Linked DNA regions of Mus musculus: regions 2, 3 and 4 are each linked to region 1. A link is a contact called in public HiChIP or PLAC-seq and promoter capture Hi-C data. All regions are on one chromosome and are shown on one strand. Each heading gives the region's core, a stretch centred on a gene start, on an enhancer-like site or on the middle of the called end of the contact. The rest is flanking DNA. Distances are from core to core; before and after follow the strand shown.

Region 1 (3,341 bases), core at 319-2,818:
TATTAGTGGCCTGCAGATCCCTGAGTTCCAGGAAAAGGGGTCTCCATTCTGTGTTCCTGACCTAGGTGAATTTCTGACCTAGGTAAGTCCACCTAGCTTGGGACTGCAACATTTTGAGTGAAGAAGGTGGGCAAGCTGATAAATTAACTCACTGTTGTTCCAAAGGGCTGGGTGGGGACGTCCTATGCTATTCTTCAAGAGCTAACCTTAGAAATGTAAATGGGTCAAAAACAAAACAATGTACCTTTGTTTCAAGATACTATTAAACTCAAAGAAGCCCTTTGCAGCCACAAAGAGTTTAAAGGTAACAAAGGCTAGCTATCCCTATGTGATTATATGCTTAAGATAAGTTAAAAAGTTAGAAGATGGGTTCACCCTCCAACAACTATTGAGAAGAAAAGATTTAATTTGTATTTAAAGGAGCTTAAAGGACTTTTTAAAAATTTGATATTCTCAAGGTCAAACAAGTGCAGTACATCCCTTGTGGAACAACAAGATCAGAGGCTTTCTAAGTGCTGCCTAAAATCTGATCTTAGTTTATTTCACAGCACAGTTTCATTGTTTCTCAATCTACTGGGTGCTGATGTTTAGTAACTATAAATTCATTAAAGAATGCAGTAAAATTGTGTATGTGTGTGTTTTAAATCATGGTGTATTTTCCCTATCCGAGGGAATACTAAGAGCATACTACCAATCTTTTAGTCAAGCTGAGGAAGGTCTTTTTTTTTTTTTTTTTTTTTGAGGTACTGAAAAAGAATCTTTATATATAGGTGTGCGTGTGTCCGTGCATGCATGTGTGTGTGTGTGTGTGTGTCCCTGTGTCCTCAAACTCCCTACTTAAGAGGATGACCTTGACTCTTGATCTTCCTGCTTCCATCTCCACAGTGCTGTGCAGGTTTGGACCGCTGCCTACAGCTCTCTGAAAGAGGATTGGTCCGCTGTCTACAGCTCTCTGGAAGAGGATTGGTCTGCTGTCTACAGCTCTCTGGAAGAGGATTTGTCCGTATGTTCAAGGTCCACTGATCTATTTGAACTTAATGTTATCAACTTGATGGAGACTTTGTGAAGAAGTTAACCTTGGCACAACAGTTTCTTAGGACAAACATTTCTTTTTATTGTACAATGAATTTGTAGGCACTATTGGTTCAAGAGTGCTTTTAATCTCTGCAGGGAGATTACCTGGGGTTCTTCTTAGCTGCTCAGTAGTAGTAGTTATTTGTGTGTGTGTGTGTCTGTGTGTGGTGTCCTTCTAGGTATTCCTATGTTACTTATGTATCCACATCTATATATCAGACACTCTGTTAGGAAGTACTGAAGACTACAATTAAGGAGTAGGAGATCTATTGCTGATGGGACACTGGACCTGGCGGCCCGACCTCTGGGCTTATCCTGCCTGCAGTGTCACAGCACCTTAAGGAACAGAAGCAGAACACCTCCTGGCTCTCGGCCCCAGGATGCACGTTTGCCTTGGCCTCCGCCCCGCCTGGCGTCGCTCGTCAGCACTGCGGGCCACGCCCCTGCGCACGGGTTGGGTCCCAGCCACATGATGAAACTTCCCGCACGCGTTACAGAAGCCCGGCGACTCTAAGGTGGGAAGCGGCCTCCAACCGGTCTTGTCACTGCGCTGCCTCTGCTCCACCTTCTCTGGCCCTGGCCGCTAGTGCTCAGGTAAGCGGGAGCCGGGTGCTCAGCGCGGAGCGCTCTGCTCGCCTGGGAGGCCGGAGGATGTGCTGTCCGCGCGGGCACATGTCCCGGGAGTTCGGATGCGGAGCGCTCGGGTCCGGCGCCAGACCGATGCTGCGGTGCAGCGCGAGGCAGGGCGGGGCGGGCGCGGGGCGATTGTTGCGCACCTAGGACGGAGCTGCCAGGAAAGCTTTCATGTGAGCGAAGTGCAGCGCGGAGGCAGGGCCGCTCCAGACAGAAGGCGAAGGTGGCCTTCATTTAGACACCATAAATATTTTTTTTTACTGTATGACGTCTAGATCTGGGAAATTTCAGCCATCCGAAGGTTTTGCCTGGGACTAGGTGGACGCTTGCACAAGACCAGCTGTAATTGGGAGCCCCAGGCTAGTGTAGGGGTCTCGCTCTCCAGCAGGACAGAGGCTCTACCAAGCTCTAGAGCGAGTGTCTCTGGGTCTGTCTGGATCCGGATTTCTGAGCACTCACTCACCTCGCTGCTCAGGCCCTTCCTCCACTCCAGTTCCATACTCGCAGCCACGCCGGGAAAAATCTGTTTAAGGAGACAGGCAACCAAGTACGGGAAAAGGCAAAGGAATTGGCGTGCTTTTTTTTTTTTTTTTTTTTTTTTCTTAATTATGGATAGCTATTTCACAGGTCTAGTTTCAGATAAGATAACTTTTAAAATACACGGGCGAGTTTGATTTTTCGTTGCCTGTGGCCTACGGGTTTTAACAGCTAACTCTTCGTTGATTGATGTCAGTACTATAATATTCATTTGAAGTAAGACTTGCACAAGGCCACGGGTTGATTATTGAGGTCTTAAGGTGATCCAGTGGAGTTTAGAACTATCAGTTCAGTGTACGAAAGCGGCGCTGTCCAGCGGGGAGCCTGTGCTCTTTCATAGACTGACCCCTAGAAATGCTGGCTAGTCTGAACTGAGATGTGGTAAGAGTGTAATGTGTCGATTTCGATGATTATGAAAACCGAACGCTTGATGTTTTGATGTTTGATTGCAGCCTCTAACCACTAAAGTATCCCTCCAGCCCGGTTTTAATAATTTAGGAAAAGTAGTGTAAATATAATTAATTTTGATTATATTGTATTGGTTGTCGTATTTAGGGTGTGTCATGTTAAGGTATGTTTAAAATTAGTTTTAATGTTTTCTCTTGTCTTCTTAATGAGCTTTATTAGTATATTAAAATTTCACATATGGCTCACTGGCCAGTACTGCTGCAGAAGTTAACCAGGAAAGGAGGAAATTTACAGACAACAGTGAGGAAAATATGGTACAAGAGGGCCTCTGAGTCCGATTACAAAGGAGTTTGAATTTCCTTACTCCTGCTGAAGGAAAGAATTTTAAACTTTTCTTTACACTTCAATGTAGTGCCTGGCATATGTTTTGCATACCAGACAGTTCATTAAAGAGCCTTAAGACCTAGGTAAATGGTTCTCGGTGATCATAATTGATTTTCAGAGCGCTTTGTTAGCCCACTTCCCTTTCCCTTTTATTAGACATAGATTCTTTTCTCATATAATACTATCTGAACAGTTTCCCACCTCTCTACTTATAGTGTCTCCCCACCTCTCCCCTCTGAATTCACCCCTTTTCTGCCTCTCATTAGAAAAGGATAGGCTTCTAAGAGGCAAGCAACAAAATAGAA
Region 2 (3,341 bases), core at 299-2,798, 970 kb before region 1:
GTCTAATTAAGGACGACAGGAAATGTTACCCAGTTGTGTAAGGTGGGCCACAGTCTGGGTTCTTAGAACTGGCTGCTGGCCCTTTGTCTGAGGAATTTGTTTTCTTGAGTAGTTTTGCTTTCTTTCAGATGCATGTTGCTGCCTCCTTTATTTTCCTAATACAGGAAGTAGTAATTCCCTTTATTATATTAAGCTGTTTCCTTTTTAAGGCAGTTTTTTTTTTTTTTTTTCTGCGAGCCGGGTCTGCACATTTTCTTTGTCACGCTGATCTTCTATATTGTGTGTGTGTGCTTCCTGAAGCCATTTGTGCATTGATGGAAGCTATTAGCCTGTTGCTGCAGCCTGGCCAGGGACAGGTTACTCGGTCTGCAGACACCCTTTCATCCACAAAGTTGCTTTCAGTCAGTGGAGGGATGCTGGCCACTGCTGAGAGGCAGTGATGCCCACAGACAGTTTGCGGGAAGGGCTCACTGGGATGAGTCTTAGAAGCACGGGTTTTAGAGTTTTCTTTTCTGGCCATGGGTTCAAATGTGGCCTCGGTAGGCCAGCAGCTGGCAGTGGTTCTATCTGATGGCTAGCTCTTCATATGCAGCCCCCAGACCTTTCTCGTTCATTTTGCCAGAACATGGATTCCTGTCACTCAAAAAATGCTGTCACTTCTGCAGGAACTGTTAGGGGCAAGTGGTTTTTTAACTGGGTTCTGGCACTTCGAAATAATCAGAAAAATTCATTTCTAGCATCCCTAACCCTTAGCAAGCCCAACTGTCTACTCCCTCCCCACTGGCCTTGTTTGAGGCAGGAAATTATTCTCTATTCCACAGAATGGCATACTTTGGACAATCACACAATAAACTAAATTTCAGGTGGGCTTAGGATGTGAGCTTTCAGTCTTTCCGTTAGAGGCTCCCTTCAGTGCGTGCCGTCTTTCGTCAGAAACAAGCTTCTTTCGTGGTTCTTTTTCACCTTTTTGATTTGTGCTTTGTTTGATCTCCAAGTCTTATGTTAGCAAGCCCACTGTCAGTGTTCAAAAATCGATTGTTCTGATGCGTGTATAACTCTGTGGATATGTTATAAATCTTTGACTTACAGCTTTAGAGTGTTTGAATCCTGTGGCGTGTGGATTGTATTTCAGGTAAGCAGGTATGTGTGTGAATACAATGTTTTCCTTCATTCAAAATTCTCAAAGTGAATAAACAAGCTGATGTGTTTACATTAATTTTCCTTCTGGTGTTCTATGCCTTTTCATCACTTTCCTCTGAGCCTTTACATTGCTTAGTTGAATAGATGTAATTGTTAATGATGAGCATTACATTAATTTTTGTAACCAACAAGTATGAATTTTAGCATTTGCCAGGCTTCAAAAGCAAAATTATAGGCACAATAGTAATGTAGGACGAGAAGAGCATTGTCACAGGAATTATTAATAGTAAATTAAAGTAGCAATTGGAACTGCAGCCATTCTGTTGGGAACGCACAATAGTGTCTTAAGTGTGACTGTGGTGACAGGGAGCCAACAATTGAGTCCCTGCTAATGGCCCAACAGGGGAAAGGCTTGAAAAGAGACAAGGAATGGTTTACATTACAAAGGGATTGTCTGAGGGCTGCTCCAGTGTGGTCAGGACGGGAGGTTGGCTGGAGACAGGAGGGATGATAGCCATGGAACTGTCAAGGGCATCTTGGGGGTTTAGACAGGGGCTGTGGCAGCTAGACGCAGCTCACTGAAGCAGACATGTCCATGGCCTGCCCAATGTTGATTGACAAAAAGGAAACACAATGAGGAGATAATTGAGCGAACCAGGAGGCCTGGACAAGTGTCACGGGATCTAAAAGTGAGTCCTGGGAGCATTGGCTGAAAATACTCCAGCCTTCACTCTAATCAGAACTGAACCATTCTAGGGAGAATACAGCTGCTGAGAGACAGAAAGAGAGAGATGCCGTGATTGGCAAATGTATGGAAGAGAGTATGTCCTTGACATCTGATGAGCTCCCGTTTGTGGTTACACAACTCTAACGCACATACACACACTCACACACGTGTGACACACACACACATGCTCACACACACATTTGCTCACACTACTTTTACTGGATTATTTTTGTATGTATGTATGTATGTATGTATGTACGACAAAACTTTCTAGAACACAATCTGCATCCACTGTCGCATTTACTCTCACCCTGTCCATTGTAGCATTTTCCCCTCACAGTCCAGGCCGCAGCACACAATGATCCTGTGCTGTGTGTAGTTGTCATGCATAGAGAGACAGCACAAAGGAGGCGAGATGGCCAATGCCACAGCAAATGCTCTCCCCTGGGAGACACTGCTGGCCACATTATGGGGGTCTCCTAAGACATCCATTCTTGCCAGTCACAGCACGGCCCCAGTGACTTCTCCACACAGGCTGAGGTATTCTTACCTTTGGGCCTTCTTACTCAAGCTTCTCAGTGAGCTGTACGTGGTGGCTGGTTCCTTCATGTCATTTACTCTCAGTTGAAGTGCCATCTCTGCGAGAGGACATCACATTCACTGAAATAACGATCTCATCGTCTTGTCTCCTTGTTTAAATGATCTGCCCAGGCATCTCACTTACTGATAATTTTTCTTTTGACTGACATCCAAAATATCCCAAACACCATCTTACACATGGTAGACACTCCAAAAAATATTTTTCAAATGAAGGTACCAATTTAACATCCAGAGACAGGGAGTCATTAAAAAATAGTAATAAATAAAAAATAAATCAATCTTAAAAGGGACTGGAGAGATGGCTCAGTGAATAAGAGCACTGACTGCTCTTTCAGAGGTCCTGAGTTCAAGCCACCAGTTCAAGCCAGCTTGCTGCCTCACAACCATCTCTAATGAGACCCAGTGCCCTCCTCTGGTGTGTCTGAAGATAGCTACAGTGTATTTGTATACATGAAATTTTTTTAAAAATCTTAAAAATAATGCCAGTGCTGTACAGGCAGACTTTATGTAATGAAGTGCTTCAGAACTTAAATTAAGAGACACAGAGTCAATAAAGAGACCCCCATGGCCTACAGGTAAAGGCACTTGCTGGCGAACTTCACAAGCTGGGTTTGATCTCTGGAACCCATGCGGTGCAAGGAGAGAACTGTTTCCACAAGTTGTCCTCTGCTCTACACACATACCATGGCAACACCCCACATACAAAATCAATAAATGCTTAAAACAAAACTAAAAGGCCATAACCCTACATAAGAATATTGATGAGTTGGATGCACGTTCATATATTTTAGCTTAGCATTAAATGTTTGCAACATGTAAAATACTTTATAGTTTCAACTCTAATCTATTTTTATGCAGGAATTGTGTTGTTACA
Region 3 (3,341 bases), core at 627-3,126, 820 kb after region 1:
CCACCCTTCTCTCCTCCCTCCCAGTTTCAATAACAATTCTCTGTGGAATCCACCATACACAGTCTATTGCTTTTATTTTGTTTTGTTTTGGTTTTTTGTTGTTTTTGTTGTTGTTGTTGTTGTTGTTGTTGTTTTGGTGGGGTGGGTGTGAAGGATGGTAAACGGTTCAAAGCTATGATTTATCTTAAAGCATTTCTTTTCCTTGAAAGGCGTGAAAACAGAAACCGCCAGCGGACGCTTATTCTCACCTAGAACTATTTCAGCCACTTGCCATTTGCAAGAGGGGGGGAAGGGTGGGTGGAAGGGGGTGCGGGATATGGACTCAACTTTCATCTATAAACAGGGGTCACTAAACAGGGGACATTTCATTATTGCCCTTAAATTCACAGGAGCTAGGGAGCCTGCTTGCCACCCTGCAGGGTGGCCTTGGTTGGGCAGCTTGTGTGGGTCGGTAAGATGTCCTTGGGAGGAGGGGAAATCAACACAATTGGCTTTGAAACTGGAAAAGAGGCTGAAGAAATTCTCTGTGCTCAACAGGGAAACTGAAGTCCTGGGATACAAGGTTTAGGTATCTCTGACTGGGATGTACTCTAACTGGGATGTCGCTACCAGAACTAATCCAGAGGCTAGGCTAACTAATCCAGACTCTGCTAGGGCATGACTTATATTTCTGCAAGTAATAGAATCCTCAGAGAGTTTGACTCCAGGACCAGAAAGAGTCTCCCCATCTCTCTTGAGCTCTCTTTCCCTTTTCCATTCTGTCCTTTCCTGTTTGAACATGATCAGGAACCTTGCCCTGTTAGGCGAATTGTGACATAGAAGCAACCAGAATGGTTTATTGGGGGGGGGGTCACTAATAAAGTTAATGATGAAATTTAAAATATTAACCAAACCAACAGCTTCCCAGATGGCTATATTTAATTAACATTAATTAATACGTGTTCAGCTAATATCCTCTAGGACGCAGTAGAGCTTCTTTATTGTAAAAGAGAAGAGGGATAGAGGGAAGACACACTTTACAGCACCCAGGGCAGTTGGCTCTGATGACAAGAGCAATTGTAGATTCATATAAGAATATGTTTATAAACAAGTGACAGGCACATTCTGAGGTGGCTTTGGTGGAGAGAGTGGAGGGACTGACAAATATCCTTTGCTGTGGGGGAGGGGCTGTGGGGGAAGGGCACCTTTAAGAGTAGGAAAATGCTATGGTAGAGGGAAGAAAGACGGGAGTAGTTTTTAAAAGAAAAAAAAAAGAAAAAAAAAAACTATTTGAGCCTGCAGGCAGCAGCAGCAGCAGAGGCAGCAGCAGCAGCAGAGGCAGCAGCAGCAGCAGGGGCCCTGTGAATGCACCAGCTCTGCACGGTGGAAGACTTGGACACATAATACTTCAGACTGCTGATTTGCTATTTTCTTAATTCTGGCTCTTCTTTTTCCATATGAATCAAACAGTCTTTTGTCCTTCAGGGTTTGATTTGATCGCTACTGTTCACATTTCACTTTTGTACTTTCCCTCTTCCTATACCATTACTCATTGAGTGCCCTGTGAAATTACAATCGTACATTTTCAACTCAGCAACCCATTTGCAGTACAAAAAATAGGGTCTAAATAATGGCTGAATTAGCCCTACTGGACAGTTTCAGATGTAACACTCTGTAATAATTATATTGCAGGCTGGATTAGGATGCTATTATCATAATCTGGACGTTTACAATTATCTGTAATTTGCAAAGATGCGCCAGGTCTTGATTACAGCAGCTTTTTTTTTTTTTTTTTTTTTTTTTTTTTGTATCACGCTAACCATCACTAAACAGTGACAGTAATAACAGCTAATTTTGCTGGCAATATAAGAGGTGCTGGGGTGTGCAAACAATTTCACACCTGGATGTGCTCACTCAACCAAGAATATAGAGACAGAGCCTCTGCCCTGAGACTCAGAGAAACGCTCTCCTGTGCCTCCCTCCGCTCAGTATAGATTTCTAGACCCTGATCATTGCTTAAGAGATATTCACCGGGGTAAGTTTTTATTTTTGGCATACTTCTAACTTCTAAGTACTGTTTTTATTTCTCCTCTCAGACTCTCCAAGCTATATACAATATGTTGTTGTGATTTACTTGAATTGCAACTTTGGTTTCAAGGTTTGGGCTCTGACCTTTTATTTTCCTTTAACAGTAAGAGTTGATCTGGTGAGAATGGGATCCCTAAGAACCTGACTTGCCTGTCTTGCTTCCGTGCGACTGATGTGTTTGGTGTAGTCTGTGACTTGAGACGAAGAAAGGACCAGGTTTCTGCGAGTTGTAGAAGGAGCCCGAGAGTCCAAGCTAAAAATCTATCTGAAAATTGTTACTTACAATTGATCTTAAGTAAATACATTGAGGTTTTTATATGCGGCCATGATTTTAGGTTTTGAGGCATCAGAGATCAAACAGAGCTGGCTGTGTGGCTTGCTTCTTTGCAGTCAGCTATGGGGATGGATGTTAGCAAAAGCAGGTGTGCCTGAATCTCTGGGCTTTGCAGCCCTTTGGGCATCTTCTCTCCAGCTGGGGGAAAGTTTGTAGAATAAATGGCATCTGAAACCCTTCAAGGCTGTTCCGTAGGGCCTTGCATAGAGCTGTAGTCTCTGTCTCTCTGTATCTCCCTGTCCGTGTGTGTGTGTGTGTGTGTGTGTGTGTGTGTGTGTGTGTGAGAGAGAGAGAGAGAGAGAGAGAGAGAGAGAGAGAGAGAGAGAGAGCGAGAGCGCAGAGGGGAGTGGGGAGTGGGGGAGGGGAAGGTATCCAGACCGTGGAGCTTATTGCCTGCTGAGCCCAAATTCTGTGATCCTGGGCTTAGAGGGGGATGATTGGTTGGGACACAGAATCGACAACTTATGAAGCCAAGGAACCAGTGTAGTCTATGTACCGAGGAAGATATTGGCAACAAGCTGTGCTGTTCCGTCTCTAGATGACGCTGTTCCCTGACCCTGTAAATGTTATAAGTAGCTAGAGTGCTTAGTATAGGATCCCACAATGTCTTTGACTGCCCACCCTGCCGAGAGAAGCTTTTCTACCATGGCAAGAACCTTTGCACTAAATTGTGTCCAAAGATAATGTGGTGTTTATTTGTTAGAGAGGAGGAGAAGTTGTCTCTCTCTTATATTCCTACCCAATAGCTATGCTCCTCACCCCAGCCCTTTAGTATAGTCAGAACAGGGCTTGGGAACTCAAACTCTACAGTCTAGTAGGGAGTTTGAACATGGGGAGGCGCAATAGACACCTCAACTGGCAACACCTTTCACCCATGCTCCTCCTACCAATCCCTCCCTCGGGGAACGAGTTTCCTTGGGGGTCAATACATTTTAAAGGA
Region 4 (3,341 bases), core at 390-2,889, 580 kb before region 1:
TTTTCTTTTTGCCTTAAACTATTGAGAAGGCTGGGCTGGTTCCACAACAGGCTTCAAATTGGCAGTCAAGGAGACTATGCCTAAGAACGTGGCAAGTCCAGGAAAGCCCAGGCAAGTCAGTTACTAGAAAAAAAGAACCCAGGCTTCAGGCAGCTAGTCAGAAACTGCCCAGCTACCAGAAGCTGCCCACCACCTGACCTGAGGCAAGGACAGTGGGTCAGCAGCAGTTTCCAGACTTCCCCAGCAGCAGTTTCCAGCCCCCACTCAGTTCTGGAATGTCCCTAGAGATGGAGCAAGATAAAGGTCACCTACTCCAGAATTTCCCTAATGTGCTTTAAATCCCTCACTTTGTGGTCTCCATCTTGGATTGAGAGACCCCAGCATGGTAGATTTCTGCAGGATAAATTACTCTTTGCCTTTATATACTATTTGAGTCTGGGATATCATTCTTCATTGAATCCTGGACCCTTGCACCATCACTAACGGCTTAGGTTAAAACTGAGGACACAGTGAAAACACTGAAACCCTTTCTTCCAGCTCGCTGACATGTGTGGGATTTTATTATTATTTACAGTCGCCATATTGTCAACAGTGCGTCACAACTTCATATGCTTCTTCTTCTATATCAACTAAACAAACAGCTTGAAAAATGAAATGCTGACAGTGTAGTATTTCAGAACTGCAACAGTACAGATGCTAAAAAGATAGGCTCTGGCACCGGATTGCCCAGGTTAAGTCCAAAGTTGCTTCATGCACGGCAAAGAACCTGGAACATTAGTGCTCTGTACACGGTGATAGTACCACATTACTTACAGAATACTCTAAGTATTTTCTGTGCATTAATTAATTCAGTTCCATACTAACACCTGGGACTGTTAAACAACTTCTTAAAACTGGAAAACCTAGTAGGGTGTCAACCCTGCTCTGCCTGTGAAGTCAGCATTCGGATCGCTACTTAACTGTAAGCCTGTGCAGTGCCTCTGAGTTAGACGTGAGACGATGTGACAGATGAAAAGAGAAACGAGGGCAGACGCCACACTGACTGACTGCACCGAACCTCAAGAGGCCTTACAAAGCCCATAGAACACCAGGTATACAAAGATTTTTGTTGTTGTTTTTCCTTCAATAAAATTATTGAAATGGAAACTTTACATTTAAAACCAACCGCAGTTAATCAGACAGAATCAGCTGACAGCTCCTGAGGAACATGGAGGCCTAGGCTGATAGCCGCTGGGTCATTTGAACAAAGTATACGGTCAGATCAACTACACTACACATTTTATTGTTTTTCTAGGATTATACAGAATTGATTCCTCTTCATAAGTGTCAAACTTCTAGACATACGGTCCTGGGACAACATCAATCATGCTCAGTCCAACACGGTCCTGGGAAAACTTGCTCAAAACACAGCATGTCAGCTTCTGAGAAAACATACCATTAGAGTGGGGATAGAAAAGGCAGAACAGCTGGTACCCGCATATTAGAGTAATTAAAGTCTTGGAAATTCCCTCATGAAATAGCAAATCTGGAAGCCTGTGAGACTTCTGAGTCTCAGTCAAAGATACTTCTAATGCTAGTCTTGCTAAGACAGGAAAGGCAGGCCGTACCAGATGGACTTTCCCTGCAAAGGCAGGTGCAAAGTACATACCTACTAGGGCAGCTGTAAGGTAAACAGGGAGACATCTGGTCAAGGCTACATGACAGCAGAGACTGCACAAAAAGGAGCGCCACATCACCCATGGATGGAGCTTGCCCCTAATGTCCCATGCTGGCAACTGAAGGGACAGATGTAGGAAGATACATAAATAAGCAGCTCTAGAAACTGTGTGACCTCAACACTGCAGAGAGCCACTGTCATGTTCTTTCAATGAGTGCATGGTGAAAGAGAATAATGCTATTTCTAAATGTGCTCAGACCAAAAAAAAAAAAATACTTATCAAAGTTCTTTGTATAATTCTTACCTTTATAGATATTTTTAAAATAGAAACATAGAACAGTGGTTGGAAAAACCAAACTTAGCTGAAATAAAGTCCTGTGAGAAGCGTATATTGCTCAAACTCCAGAAGGCAATAGTTTCCAAGAGGTCTAAAGGTTTCTGAAGTTTTGTTGTGAAGGGAGAAAGCAACAAAACCCTACCGAGAAACTCGCTGAGGCTGGCAGAGCCTTGCGGGCTGTCAGGCGCACACTCCTGACATTGCAACAGAGACACTGTCTCATACATCTGACTCTGAAATTAGAAGACAGTTTACAATCCATTCGTATCATTACCAACTAATTTTTAAAACGATTCACCGAGTTAGGATTTTGTTTCTTAAGGACTCACCTAAGAGGACAAATCCATCTGCTTCCGGTTCCGGCCCAGAGGGCTTTTTGGATTCTGCAGGCTTTCGGAAGAAGTGAAACATAGCCGCCGCCGCCGCTGCTGCTGCTATCTGAAACAGATATTCGGAATGAGGTCAGCTCAGATGGAACAGATAGTCCTGCTCTTCTCAGTAAGGAGCTGTCATAAAGGTAGCACAATAAGGACTCCAAGGATTCTACGGCCAGACTGAAAAGCATCAACCTTTCTCTACATAGCAAAAGATAGAAGGTCTAAAGCAAGATAGATCTGTTTCCAGTCTAAAATCTGTGCCCTAAAAGTCTGCAACCTCTTTCGGTTTCTAACGATTCAGGAAAGCACTCCATGAAAGACTGAAATCAATTGATAATACCTTCACAAACCACAGAAGAAACATTAGTTTGGGGGGGGGGGGCTTGCCTAGGTTTCTTTTCTGCATATCTAGCTGAAACTTCATAAAGCTAAAACCACTTACAAAGAAAAGGAAAGAAGGAAAGAAGGAAGGAAGGAGCTGCAGACAGCCTTTACCCCCTTACCTGCTTCAGGCAATGTACTGTACCCATATACACTATTGCCAACCCCAAACTCCCATCTTGGTGTTGATGCCCTGCCCCCCACCTCCATCTTTGCATAGTCCTGTAGAATGAAAACCCTTAGAAAACAAGTGGGATACAAACTGAAGGGTGCCAAGGTGCAGGCAAGGCCACATCATAAGCTGCTACCTCAGGCACTTGGAGCAAAAGAATGAAGGGCAAAGAAGAGTCCTAAGGGTAGAAAGCACTCTGAAGTTTAGTCTTCATAAATTCCAGCCCTAACATTTAACCTGAGGAAAAGTTCCATGACGCTGACAAGTGTTCTAGGATGAGTGCAGGTTTCATGACTAGAGCTGCAGATCCAGGAAGGGCAGGACACTAAGCCCAATGTAAATAAATGGTAAAGGAGCCTAGCTCTTGACAGAAAACAGCTGGTAATTTCACTTTCTCTTTTTCTCTCTCTTTTTCCT

What was found. Promoter capture Hi-C pulls out the DNA fragments that hold promoters and counts their contacts. HiChIP or PLAC-seq counts read pairs in DNA pulled down with a chosen protein or histone mark.
Region 2: a contact with region 1 is called in an H3K27ac HiChIP or PLAC-seq map of embryonic stem cells, with 3 times the contacts expected there. The contact joins the enhancer-like site here to the promoter of Asns in region 1. A contact is called at or near these places in 3 of 39 promoter capture datasets (the 3T3-L1 cell line, 3T3-L1-derived adipocytes and liver), 3 of 115 datasets of contacts at active chromatin or transcription factors (embryonic limb bud, embryonic stem cells and extraembryonic endoderm stem cells) and 1 of 9 other capture datasets (adipose tissue).
Region 3: a contact with region 1 is called in an H3K4me3 HiChIP or PLAC-seq map of embryonic stem cells, with 6 times the contacts expected there. The contact joins the promoter of Dlx6os1 here to the promoter of Asns in region 1. A contact is called at or near these places in 2 of 39 promoter capture datasets (both in embryonic stem cells) and 3 of 115 datasets of contacts at active chromatin or transcription factors (embryonic stem cells, extraembryonic endoderm stem cells and pancreatic cancer cells).
Region 4: a promoter capture Hi-C map of liver shows a contact between it and region 1, with 2.6 times the contacts expected there. The contact joins the enhancer-like site here to the promoter of Asns in region 1. A contact is called at or near these places in 7 of 39 promoter capture datasets (the 3T3-L1 cell line, 3T3-L1-derived adipocytes, cranial neural crest and 4 more), 1 of 115 datasets of contacts at active chromatin or transcription factors (large pre-B cells) and 1 of 9 other capture datasets (liver).

The regions. Positions count from the first base shown.
Region 1 is chr6:7,691,436-7,694,776 of GRCm38.p6, reverse strand. It overlaps Asns (asparagine synthetase), which reads left to right and starts at 1,568. Exons shown (of 12, transcript NM_012055.4): 1 at 1,568-1,668.
Region 2 is chr6:8,659,973-8,663,313 of GRCm38.p6, reverse strand. All of the region lies in intron 8 of Ica1 (islet cell autoantigen 1), which reads left to right. Among named protein-coding and RNA genes, the nearest start is that of Gm35621, 38 kb to the right of the region's middle. Within about 2 kb of position 1,548, at least 27 of the 459 cell types and tissues checked have an H3K27ac peak or open chromatin away from gene starts, as enhancers often do. A contact at or near this core is called in embryonic stem cells, where this site is marked.
Region 3 is chr6:6,870,162-6,873,502 of GRCm38.p6, reverse strand. It overlaps Dlx6os1 (distal-less homeobox 6, opposite strand 1), which reads left to right and starts at 1,876. Exons shown (of 2, transcript NR_155496.1): 1 at 1,876-2,014.
Region 4 is chr6:8,269,564-8,272,904 of GRCm38.p6, reverse strand. Umad1 (UMAP1-MVP12 associated (UMA) domain containing 1) reads right to left here. Exons shown (of 4, transcript NM_001302354.1): 2 at 2,324-2,432. The coding sequence starts at 2,405. Among named protein-coding and RNA genes, the nearest start is that of Umad1, 12 kb to the right of the region's middle. Within about 2 kb of position 1,639, at least 11 of the 459 cell types and tissues checked have an H3K27ac peak or open chromatin away from gene starts, as enhancers often do. A contact at or near this core is called in liver, where this site is marked.